Linked DNA regions of Mus musculus: regions 1 and 3 are each linked to region 2. Evidence: chromatin contacts called from public HiChIP or PLAC-seq data. All regions are on one chromosome and are shown on one strand. Each heading gives the region's core, a stretch centred on a gene start, on an enhancer-like site or on the middle of the called end of the contact. The rest is flanking DNA. Distances are from core to core; before and after follow the strand shown.

What was found. HiChIP or PLAC-seq counts read pairs in DNA pulled down with a chosen protein or histone mark.
Region 1: a contact with region 2 is called in an H3K27ac HiChIP or PLAC-seq map of extraembryonic endoderm stem cells. The contact joins the enhancer-like site here to the promoter of Cdca4 in region 2. A contact is called at or near these places in 2 of 484 Hi-C or Micro-C datasets (B cells and bone marrow-derived macrophages), 7 of 115 datasets of contacts at active chromatin or transcription factors (bone marrow-derived macrophages, effector CD8 T cells, embryonic stem cells and 2 more) and 3 of 9 other capture datasets (adipose tissue, liver and pancreatic islet).
Region 3: an H3K4me3 HiChIP or PLAC-seq map of embryonic stem cells shows a contact between it and region 2, with 45 read pairs. The contact joins the promoter of 1700127F24Rik here to the promoter of Cdca4 in region 2. A contact is called at or near these places in 8 of 39 promoter capture datasets (the 3T3-L1 cell line, the C10 cell line, the SN4741 cell line and 5 more), 1 of 15 datasets of contacts at CTCF or cohesin (CD8 T cells), 7 of 484 Hi-C or Micro-C datasets (CD4 T cells, the G1E-ER4 cell line, Th1 cells and 3 more), 17 of 115 datasets of contacts at active chromatin or transcription factors (the 230-238 cell line, CD8 T cells, DN3 thymocytes and 10 more) and 3 of 9 other capture datasets (adipose tissue, liver and pancreatic islet).

Annotation. Positions count from the first base shown.
Region 1 is chr12:112,767,410-112,771,480 of GRCm38.p6, forward strand. Pld4 (phospholipase D family, member 4) reads left to right here. Exons shown (of 11, transcript NM_178911.4): 8 at 89-228; 9 at 345-510; 10 at 616-712; 11 at 1,017-1,577. The coding sequence ends at 1,213. Among named protein-coding and RNA genes, the nearest start is that of Pld4, 8.8 kb to the left of the region's middle. Within about 2 kb of position 2,257, at least 11 of the 459 cell types and tissues checked have an H3K27ac peak or open chromatin away from gene starts, as enhancers often do. A contact at or near this core is called in extraembryonic endoderm stem cells, where this site is marked.
Region 2 is chr12:112,827,689-112,831,684 of GRCm38.p6, forward strand. Cdca4 (cell division cycle associated 4) reads right to left here and starts at 1,833. Exons shown (of 2, transcript NM_001359234.1): 1 at 1,618-1,833. It overlaps Gm52009 (apical junction component 1 homolog), which reads left to right and starts at 1,013. Exons shown (of 2, transcript XM_030247054.1): 1 at 1,013-1,022; 2 at 1,320-2,588. The coding sequence starts at 1,013. The coding sequence ends at 2,104.
Region 3 is chr12:112,874,541-112,878,400 of GRCm38.p6, forward strand. It overlaps 1700127F24Rik (a long non-coding RNA gene), which reads right to left and starts at 1,286. Exons shown (of 6, transcript XR_873068.2): 1 at 1,073-1,286; 2 at 734-850; 3 at 522-622; 4 at 1-160.

The sequences.
Region 1 (4,071 bases), core at 1,007-3,506, 60 kb before region 2:
GCTTAGGGAGTGGGCAATGGAGTCATGAGCTTAGGAAACGCCTGCTTCAAGGGTGGCAGTGTTCTGAGAAATGCTTTCCCTACTGCAGGCCTCCCCTCCCTCCCTCTGCCCGCATGGCCGGACCCGGGATCTGGACGCAGTGTTGGGAGTGATGGAGGGTGCTCGCCAGTTCATCTATGTCTCGGTGATGGAGTATTTCCCTACCACGCGCTTCACCCACCATGCCAGGTGGGTCTGGCTGAGGTCCACCCTCCTGGTTGGCAAGTCCTAGACACAGTGTACCTGCAGCTGAGACCCCCCTACTCACCTTGGTTTCAGGCAGGACACTGATCCTCTCATCCTAGGTACTGGCCCGTGCTGGACAATGCGCTACGGGCAGCGGCCCTCAATAAGGGTGTGCATGTGCGCTTACTGGTCAGCTGCTGGTTCAACACAGACCCCACCATGTTCGCTTATCTGAGGTCCCTGCAGGCTTTCAGTAACCCCTCGGCTGGCATCTCAGTGGATGTGGTAAGAAACTGACCTCATGGGTTGGGGTGGGGGGTGGAGGTGGGCGTGGGGAAGGAAGTTTCTTCTCCCACCCTGCCCACCCTAACTCACTCCTAATCCCCAAAGAAAGTCTTCATCGTGCCTGTGGGAAATCATTCCAACATCCCGTTCAGCCGCGTGAACCACAGCAAGTTCATGGTCACAGACAAGACAGCCTATGTAGGTGAGTGGCTGGGGCAAGATGTGTGGGCCGACAGAGAGCTGGACAAGAGAGATATGCTCACATATCCTGGGAGCCAGACACTTAGCCCAGCTTGCCAGGTGAAGTCCTGCGCATGGGGGCCCAGAACGCTGGTAAAGAACCAACTACATCTAAACGAGGGGCTGCCATGCCCGGGGTCTGATGGCAGCACAGAGGTCAGTGCTCTGAGCTGTCCTTCAACTTGTAGCAAGGGCCACAGCACAGGCCACAGGACTGCAGGGGACACAGGCCCAGGGATCAGTGTCTCCCCCTCCCCCTCCTCCAGGCACCTCTAACTGGTCAGAAGACTACTTCAGCCACACCGCTGGTGTGGGCCTGATTGTCAGCCAGAAGACCCCCAGAGCCCAGCCAGGCGCAACCACCGTGCAGGAGCAGCTGAGGCAACTCTTTGAACGAGACTGGAGTTCCCACTATGCTATGGACCTAGACAGACAAGTCCCGAGCCAGGACTGTGTCTGGTAGGGCTGAGGGTTGATCCCTTTGATTCTGGCCTACAGCTCTAGATGGACACTGATGCTCCCCAGACTTCCATCTGCCCAAGCTCAGAAACCAAGCAAGCAAAGGATCACCACTGAGGGCCCGAGATTGTCATCAGACAAACAGCTTCCGGCAGAGCTCTCAACGGCTTTTAAACGAAGAAGAGGCTAAAGCAGAGGGAGGCACCACGGTGACATGGGAAGACAGCAACTACATATAAGTGACCCCCAGAACCCTCCCTGGTCTACCTATGATGAGTTGCTAGGGCCATTCCCAGATGTAATGTTGGTGCTGTCCAGCCACAATAAAACCCTGCCACCAGCTACTGACCTGACCCAGGTCAAAAGTGGACATGTCTGTCTGTGTTCTCTCTCTCTTTCCCTCCTTCTTGTCTGTGGTGTATGTACATGTTTCTATGTTGTGCAGATGCACACGCCATGTGTGAACAGTGTCTAGAGGTTGGCATTGGGTATCTTCCTTCACCTTAGTTTTTCAGACAGGGTCGTCCTCTGAACTCAGAGCTTACTGGATTGGCTAGACCAGCTGTCCATCAGGTCTCCCTCTGAAGCCAGGGCTTGCTGGATTGGCTAGACTAGCTGTCCATCAAACAACAGGAATCCTGTTTCTGCCTCCTCAGCATAAAATTACAAGGCACTTGGCTTTTTACCTGGATGCTAGAGACCTGAACTCGGGTTCCCACGCCTCCACAGCAGAACCTTTACCTAACAAGCCATGTTCCCGTTCCCTGTGGGTCATTTTCTCACTATGTGTGGGCCCCGATTTTCTGCCAGCCTCCAAGGAAGTATGTGTTGAAAGGCTTTGTCATGACTTAGTCCGCAAGTTTCTCCTACCCAGGCAACGATTCCAGCACCAGGAAGGCTCAGCCCCTGTGATTCCCCCACTTCCTTCAGGGATTCCTCTGGATTTCCCTCCTTAAAGCAGCAATGCTGTCTCACAGGCAAGGGCCCCACTGAGTGTGCTCAGGACATGCAGGAACCTCCTTATCCCAAAAGATAAAGAGGTCCATTGATATGCTCACTCCAGTTAAGCCCTGTGCTCATGAAAGGAAGTTTTGTCTCAGAACTGGGGCTGGGTGGGCTGGGAAGGAGCAGCAACTGAGGAGCCCAGCCAACCTCATCAGGATCTGGAATTATGGCTCACTGTTGCGTGGGGACAACACTATAGAAGAAGAATGGGGTGGGGCTAAGAGAGATAGGTTCAGGGCTGCATGGCTATTATGAGGGTGGGATCAGGTCCCTGCCTGGAAATAGGGGATGGTGTCCTGAAGACCAGTATTAGAGCTTTTGACATCAACCCAGAAGGACTGGATCAGCCTGGTGAGAGTTATCATCCTGTGTGCCGAGGCAGGGCATGAAGCATGGTTTGGGATGGAGTCTTGACCTTTGATGCTGGGCTGATACTGAATTGGAAGCCAATGTCCACATCCAACCTCTTACTTATTTTTGACCAAGATTCAGGCCTATCTGGCCCACTGCTGTCACAAGGGCTGTAGGGAGCTGGGGCTCAGGGATGCTTTGGGAGTGTGGAGAGCACCAGATACTGCATAGATGTCCAGGGTCCTTCTCTCCTGTAGAACACCCTTTCTCTGCCCTCTCCTTCCTTCTATACTCAGAGAGAGCTAACATGATCGCACCAGGCAGGGGCCAAGCTCTTGCTGCTTCATCCGTAGCCCGGACTCACCCACTTAAAGGACACCTTAGGCATCAGCATCCCCATCTGGGCAGAAAGTGCCCTAAACCCAGCCTGCCTTCCTGCTAATTGTGCAAGGATCTGGAAGTGTGGCTACACGTGGCTCTCACAGCCCTTCAGGACCCACAAGGGGTTGGGGTAGAGTGAGGCCAAGCTCTGCCATGGCTGTGGCTGCTCCCTGCAGCATCCCACCGTGCTCCAGGCCCTCCTCCCTGCAGCATCCCACCATGATCCAGGCCCTCCTGCTGGTTTGAGAGTGGCAGGGCAGCACCTTACTTAGGAGCAGACTGTGCCCCACTCCAGCTCTGCCCTCCGGGAGGGTGGGTTTGCTCTTTAGGCCCTGCATGACTCTCAGACACACTCCAGGGGAGACGCCAGTTCAGGCTGCCCTGTTGGCTCAGCCAGGATGGGTCTGTTTCACCCACTGGTGTCAGTGCTAGACTTCTTGGTGTATTCTAAAAGAGATCCAGCTGGACAGGCTTAGGAGATGGTGGGGGTCTTGTACTATGACATGGCCCTTCTTGAGGCGGCAAACAAACTTAGTGAGCTCCACAGTACCCAATTCCTGGTACTTATACCTCTGTGTACTCTTGCCTTGAGTGCGGGCAAGGCTCATGTCTTATTGTCTCTAAAAGAACATACAAGATAAGAGGCGCCACATCCTCAGCTGAGTGACATGAGACTGTACCATCGTCTGTCTGGGAGTCTGTCCCTTGCTGGCTATGCAGGCAAATCCATGTGATAGAGTAGACAATGGCTTCCAGGAAACAAAAGGATGCGGTCCTTCTGTGTTCACCCAGCTCCCAGGTAACTGATATAGCAATCATGGCTACTTCAGTGGCTCCTATACTTCTATCTGGAGATGAAACATAGCCCCTGCTTACATCTGATGGCATCCCTGTGGGGCCTTGAGCAGAGGACTGACCCACTTAAGACAGGCAGGGATAATAAATGTGCCCTAGACAGACTCTGTAGTGTTACTAGGCACACATCAAGTTTGGCTGACACTTGTAAATCAGCCCAGAGGGAGGCTGGACGACCTAGGCAAGGAGTGTTATAGCTGTTCCTGTCTGTAGGGCAGAGGTGTACTAATCAGCTTTCCAGAGTCATCTATGTCTCCTCAACTTGACTGA
Region 2 (3,996 bases), core at 583-3,082:
GTCCAAAGCTAAGTCAAGGCACAATGGTGCCCTCCAATTTTCCCCACCCAAGCACTGGCTGAACAACAAGAGCCAGGCATTCTGGGGGCTCAGATAGTGTTGAGGCCGGTGGACAGTAAAGTGGAAGTGAGTGCTAACTACCCTACAACAACCTGAGGTAAAGAGACGGCCCAGGACTCCACAACCATCATATCTTGGAGCCGTCCTACCTCAGTGACCATGTGGGAGCAGCTTCCTGGGCTCTGACCATCCACTAGAGTCTTGGTTTTACCTGTGCAGATCTATGACAACCCAGGCTTGGATTGTAACCGCAAGCAAGCATTCATCTGGATGTTGGATTTTTTTAAGGAGAACCACAAGTTAATGGTTTCCAAGTTGGGCATGGTGGCAGACTTGGGAAGCAGAGAGAAGGAGAGTAAGGTTGTTTCTGGTTGCACTGTGAGTCTGAGGCCAACCTGGCCTGCAGGAAACCCTGTCTCAAAAACAAAACGAAAATCACAACTGTGTTAAAATACTTCCTCAAAGAGCAACTGGGGCGAGGGACTAGTTGGAAAAATCCTGGGGCCAGTGAACTTGATGGTCCTTTGATGGAGTTTATTGTCCCACTACGTCTGCTTCAGACTTTGTATCAGTGACCCTTGGAAGGATGTGGGGCTTTCTTATGCCTGCCTGCCTGCCTTCCTTTTAAGACTAGCACCTCTAAAATGGGGAGATTTCTGAATGCATTAGGTTGATGAGACAAACGACTATGCTTGCAGAAAACGTTTCCCAGAATCGTTTAGATCAGTGTCCAGCTCAGCTCTGCCATCTCGTATGTCAGATACAAAGGCCACCAGGAGGAAATACGCGGGTGCTGTACGTCTGTTTCAAGTGCTGGAAGAAGTCCCTTCCCTGGTGACCCTACCTAGGGGAGAAAAACTTTAGAAAAGGTTTCTGGAGGCTTTTTCTAGTTACAATTGGCCTCAGGACAGGCTAGCAAAGACAGAGCCCGGGTTCCGGCCAAGTTCCACCGATGCCAGGCAGTACCTACTAGGCCATAAATGATGAGTTTGGAAGGAAGTGGGGTCTACTGCAGTAGGGGAAGGGCAGGCAACACAAGACACTTCTCAAGGGAATGAAAATCCAAGAAACAAAGAAAAGAGCGCAAGGCCAACACTCACCAGGCGGGCGGCTGCACGGAGCCCACCCAGCCCTCCCGGAATCGGGAATCGGTCCCTGGCCAGCAGACAGACGGTTGGGGCTCGGCGCTGCTAAAAGCCAGGGAAGGTCCAGTCCCCCGAAACTGCGCACAGCAAGCGGCGGCCAGCTCGAAAGGTGAGGTGGAAGACCGACGCGGGGTGAACCAAAGAAGAGGGGACCGCGGAGAAAGGCAAGGCCACGGGAGGAAGAGAGAGCGGAAGCAGGGGAGCGTGGGCGGAGGGCGGGACGGCCAGCTCAGACCCGCCGCTCCGGCTCTCGGTATGTGTCACTCAACACGCCGCGGCGTCGTGAGCGCCGAAGGGCGGCCGGCGCAGGAAGCCCGAGGACCCTGAGGCCGCCCGACCGCCCCGGGGGTGCTCTGCGCCGACGCCGCCCATGCCGCAGAAGCTCGAAGGCGCAAACCAGCTACACACTTACCGGCGCCGCAAGGCAGACCCCGCCACTCCTTCGGGCACCCGGATCGGTCAGCGCCCACAAAGGGTCGCCATGGCGCCGCCGCACGAGCGCCGATTGGTGGCGTGCGGGGTGGAGCTTTGTTCAAACCCACGCAAGGCGGAGCCTCGCCGGCCGCGTCTCCCGCGCTTCGGCCTCAGCCGTTAGGCTCGCGCGCTGGGCCGCCCCGCCCCCGTTCCCAAGTCTCCCCGCGCCCCGCCCCGCCCCCGATCCCTTGTTTGTCGACGGCTCGACCCGTTCCCAGGGTTCCGCGCGCTCCGCTCCCAGGGTTCCGCGCGCCTGGCCACCGCCCCAGTTCCCAGGTCTCCTTGCGCCTGGCCCCGCCCCCAGGGTGCTTGCCGCGCCCCCTCGCGCCGGTGCCCGAGTCTCCTTCGTTATCCTGGCCCTCCTGACTCACAGCGGGGCGGTTAATGCCAGCCCTGGGCATGGCCGATGTCTACACCTTCTCTGAGACATAGAAGGGTTGAACGAGGCTCGGTGGTGGCATCCCTGAACAGGTCCTGGTTCGAGTTCCAACTGAGAAAAATTAAAATATAAGGTCCTGGTAGTGCACAAGATCTTAACGAGGACACCAAGTCCGGACGGCGTTGGTTGGGGGATGGAGTGAGGTGGGAAGGTGAGTGGATGCAGAATGTTCAGTGGGGATGCCACATTAGCACAGGGAGCAAGCTCGTTTGCTGGAAAAGACTGGAAACTCCTTCCGACCGGGACTTCTAATGAATGAGCGTTCGAGAGAAAAACCGGTGCCATAAGAGAAAGTATACGGCATACACATCACATCGTGTCTTTGTGGCTTCGTGGTTCACCTAAGCTCACTAATGCATTCCCATTCCTGGGCATACTTGCCCTTTATTTGATGGAAAGGCATGCCATCAAACTTTGACCTGGATACTAGCATGGTTTTTCTTTTGAATTACTATTATTTTTGGATTTACTTATCTGTGTGTGTCATTGTTTTGTCTGCATGTATGACTGTATTTCATGTTCGAGCCTACAAGTGATTGTGGGCTTCAGTGTGGGTGCTAACAACCTTATCAGGTCCTTTGTCAGAACAGCAAGTATTCTTAATCCCTGAGTGTCTTGAGTAAGCTAACGTGTAGTTAGTATAACAAGTAGTGTAACAAAAGTTATGTTTCATTATGCTGAGGGTCATTCACACTCTCAATTCCTATGTGGTCCTAAGCCTGTCTCCCCAACACTGCTCACCTGTCTAGGTATCTTAGCTGAAGGTCAGGTCCAGGCTCTAACATAAGTCTCTGATCCTGGAAGGTTCAGGATCCTAGGGAGACTCTCCAGCTGCAGGGCAAATCAGGGTGGCTTCTCTCCAGATGTGCAGGACAGAGCATTGTTCTTGGTCTCTGCTTACATACTGTCCAGTAGATATGGGGTACTAGGACTGTGTCTGACTATCTTGAGTGAGCGATGTCACTGGGTTCTGGTTGCCAGGTGCAGCCTTGGGTGTAGTGGGGTTCCTGACTACGCTATTTTTACATGTGGGTCCTAGGGATCTTAGGTTCGAGGCTTGGTGCTAAACTCCTGCTGAACCCCCTCAGCTCCATTTTCATTTCTTTCATCTCCTTTTTGGGTACTGGCTAAAAGCCTAAGGCACAGTTTCCCTGAGACACAGTTTTCCTGAGGTTCTGTGCTTTCTGGTTTTTTTTTTTTTTTTTTTTTTTTTTACCTCCTTGCCCGACTTAAAAGACAGTTTTCTCATCTCCTCTTGGAGGCCACAGGTTTTTCAGCTTGTTTATCCTGTCTTTTTTTTTTCCCCTCTAAGTTTAATAAAATTGTTTATGACCTTCTTTCTGAAACAGTTTTAAATTATTTTATTAGTAAGGCTAAGAATCCAAAGGAAACTGTACTAGTCAGGTTCTCTAGAATCACAGAACTTATGGGTTGCCTCTCTACATTGAGGGAATTTATTGTAATGACTTACTGTTTGCAGTCCAGCTAACCCAACAATGGGCATCTGTGAATGGGAAGTCCATGAGGGTAGTTGTTTCATCTGGTTTTCTGTGTAAGCTGGAATCCTGAATATGCAGATTCTAACAGATGTGCTGGCAAGTAAGTGCAAGCAGGTGAGGGAGAGTGAGCCTTCCTCCTTCCAACTTCCTTACATCGTCCTCCAGCCGACGTGGCCCAGAGGTGTGTACCACCATGCCTGGATTTGGAATTTGCTCTGTCCCGGACTGTCCTTGAACTCAGAGATGTGCTTGCCTTCATCTCCTGGGATTAAAAGTGTGTACTACCTTGCATGGGCCTAAGCTACTTGTGACCACTATGCCTCCAGATCTGAATCCAAAGAGAGTGTCATGCTGTGATGGTTTGTATATGCTTGGCCCA
Region 3 (3,860 bases), core at 36-2,535, 46 kb after region 2:
GCAAAATAACCGGGTGAAGTACGGATTGCTATTGTTCTCAATTTGCAGATTCAGAAATCCAGGTGTAATGCATTCTCACCCAGATGCAGCCCTCCCAACATAGAGTTTTGCACAGAAACCAGTTATTCGTGACACTGGAGACTTGATGACTTGCACAGATCTGTGACAAGGGGAGAAGAGGGCAAGACCAAGAAGAGGCGAGATTCCCGATTGATCCCCTCTCTGTCTGTCCCCTCCCTAGGAAAGATGAGCCTCATAAGCACTCAGGTGGAGTAAGACTAAATCTAACTTCTTTACCCCTAACCACTCCATAGGACCAGCCCCGACTCCCTCCCTTCTGGGAACCCAGTTCTGCCTATCAAACCACTGGACTCATAGGGACCCTCTGAGCACATTGCAGGGGAGTTTCAGGAGGCTTCGTTGTGGTCCCAACAACTTCTACCCTGGGCCTGCTGGGCTAGGGAGGGTAAGATCAGGAAGAGATGGGATTCCCCCCACCCCCACCCCAGATGCACACAAACCTCTTTCCTTCTTCTAGGCCAACCTCCTCAGAGTCCCTCACTCACTGAGTAGGGGAATCCATCTCTGCCAAAGATGCCAGGTGAGGGCTACAAAACAGCCACTAGAGAAAGCCAAGAGGGCAGTGAATTGCAGCCACTTTACCAAATGGTTTGTGCCTCTATCTACCAATCTATGCAAAAGGTTTTATTTCCATGTCACGATGGGACAATACCTGATGAATGTGTCATTGTCGCAGTTTCTGGGAGCAAACCACAGGAGCCCCTACGGAGCCACCTCTCCCGAACCTCCTCAGCAGCTGCTCAGTTGCTTTATCATGATGCTCTGGGCTCTGGGAGCAAGAGAGTGTCAGACTAAGTGTAGACAGACAGGCACAGGTGCATGCTCTTATGCATTAGTCACCAAAGCCTTACCCACGTATTCATGTCCCAAACCATATAGATGGCTATAAATGTCTAGTCCCAGAACCCCTATGCTAGGTCACTGTGGGTTTCCCAAGTTTTGTGTCATAGAAAACGGAGTCTAGGACCAAACACCTCAGCCTGACCCACACCTCCTTCAGCATGGTCACCCGAAGGTCCAAGCTGAGTACGTTCTCCCAGACGAGCAGTGATGAGACCAGCTGGCCTCCTCTGGCACGCGGACATAGGCTGGGAAAGCTAGCCTAAAACCTAAGTCAACACTGCGGCCACCAGGGGGCACCCAGCTCCACAGATAAGGTGGGAGACCATGTTCTTGGAGCCAGAGAGGGCTCCGGAGGCAGAGTGTTGGCTGGGACCTCACATCATCATGACGACTCAGGGAGGTAGTATTGTGATGCCATTCTCCCACTGAGGACACGTGCCAGAGAAAGGGACATCATTGGTCCTGACACTTAGGGCTGGAAGACTTGGGCCTCAGAATTTTCCAAGTTTACCCTGAACCAGCTTGTGTCTAGCTTGCGTCCAGCTTGCTGCATGACTCCAGGAATGTTACTTGACCTTGAGGTTGATGGTGGTGTGAGGAAGCAATAATTGGACCCTGGGACCAGGGGTCTATCCTCAGCCAGTACAGGGGCTTCAGGGCTGCTGTTTACAGGCAGGTTCCTATTACTCAGCGGGAGGAGAGTTTGCAAAACTCCATCGACTCCTATAAAGAACCCCTGCTGCCTGATGCAACTGTAGAATGCCCACCTAACAGTGCCCCCTCCCCACTGTGGCCCTACCAGCCCAGAGCCAGTACAACAGGCAGGAATTGGATTGGCAGTGTGGACCCCCTTTGACCCTCCTGCCTAATGCCATCCAGGGCAGCCAGATTGGGCAAGGCCACCGCCTGGATCTGGCAAAAGTTACCGCCTGCCTCCCAGGCAGCTGGAGCTGAGTGCTGGTAGCGCAGTCTTTCCCACGCTCCGTGATGCCAGTCTTGGCACTCCAGCTCCGCCCCACCCTTGCCTTGCTGGGCCCCGGGCACCCGGAATGTGGCTGAAGATTCTGTCCCCCTGGGCCACAGATTCCTGTCTCAGTGGGTGTGGGCGGAGGCCCGCTTTCCGCCCTTTGATCCCGGCCAACTCCAGCTAGCGGGCCACGCCCAAACCCTGCCAGCCCGGCCCAGGCGCAAGATGGAGGCGGGGCTAGTCTCGACTCCCCAGGCTCTCGAACTCTGGCTCCTAGAGTTCTGGCTCTATCTTGGAGTTCTAGCACCAGCAGTGATTGACTCCTTACTACCCAATGTGCAGCCTGATGCCGGTCAGGGCTGCAGCCAGACAAGGAAATCCGAGACTCTTCTAGTACGGTTTCTCTCGTGGTCGCTGTGAGCTGGGTGGTAGTTTGCCTATCTCCAATCTCTCTCAACAACTAATCCTGGGACATGGGATCGACTAGAGGGAAGGAGAGGCACCCTCTAAGCCCAGGAAGACAAGGGCAGCGTCTCAGAACCCAAGGGGATGGGCTAGTTCCGGAGTCCACCAGAGGTGGTCTCCAGAGGTTATGGGAGCTCCTGAGATGCGCAGCCATCTGGAGAGATCACTTGCCTCAGTTTCCCCATTTACTGGATAGAATGACAGTAATGAATATCCTGTTTCCACACTTGTGGTGGTTGGAGTGGGCTTTGGACTTACTCCATCCTTCCAAGTGGCCTCACTACGCTTTTCTAGTCGAGCCACGGAAGCCATCTGGCATTGCTTAGAGCCTTGGAGGACTGAGCCGAGGTGAGCCTCGCTGCTTCTGTGGGCTACCTGCCTCGGGTTGGTGTTGTCACTCCTGGTCAGTCCTTACCGCCAGTGTCTACCTGGCCACCGAGTGCGAGAGTCTTGCCATGTTCGTTCAAGTAGAGCGTCTGCTGCGGAAACTCAGAATAGGAACTCCACGGGGTCCTTTGCCTCCTAGGTTGGGGGTGAGAAGGACACAAGGAAGGAACTCTCAACCCGGGAGAAGGGGTCCTAAAAGGGCCTACTGGGTGTAGGAAGTTTCCCAGGGAACGGAAAAACTATGTGGCAGGACTCCTGAGCCACCCAGGTCCCTCGTGGCCGCTGACTCCCTCGGGACAGAATGGAGTAGGGGGGTGGGACGGGGCCCGCAAGCAGATTCCAGCACGGGGGTCAGACAAGCCCGCGCCTGCGCGCCGCCCGCCGGGTAGGGCGCCCGAGTTGGGGGTAGGGCGGGGAGGAGAGGACCCTGATCGCGACACACCCCCAGCGAAGGCGGGGAGAGACCCAGAGAGGCAGGCGGGAAGCGGACAGCGTGGGGCAGAGAGCAGGGGTGCGGCGGAATGCGCCTTTGTGCGCGCGGTCCTTGAGCTTGTTCTGGCGGGCCCAGCCGACCGCGCTCCAGCGTCCGCCCCCGGCCCGGTGCATACCTGGCGAGGCTGGGGTGCTGTTGGGCGGGGTTCATAGGCTGTCTCAGGTCTGTGCTGCGCCTTTGCTGACTGGAGAGGCAGAGGATCCCTTCAGCAAGGACTGGACCCTGCCAGGAGCCCTTCCGATGGCTGTAACCCTTAAGTCGTGCTCCAGTTCCTAGCCAGTGCAGGCTTGGCACTTAACGTGATGCAATGGACTGACAGACCCTCAGGAAAGTGGCTAGGCTAGCCTAGGGCAAGGCTTCGGAGACTGATCTCCCAAATTATAGGTGTCTAGAGCCAGGTGGCTGCTGCAGCTCATGGCTGCAGAAGGCGACCGACTGGCCAACTGAGATTACTATTGGGTAGAGAATTTAGTGGAGTTTCTCTATAGTTCTGATGGAAGAGGAGCTGGAAGCAGGCTGTAGAGCCCAGGAACTCAGAGGTTCCTGCATGAGGCACAGACTGTGGGGAAGGAGGCCAGTGGTGGGTGCTGGGAGCACCTGAAAGCATGGTGATCGAAGAAGCAT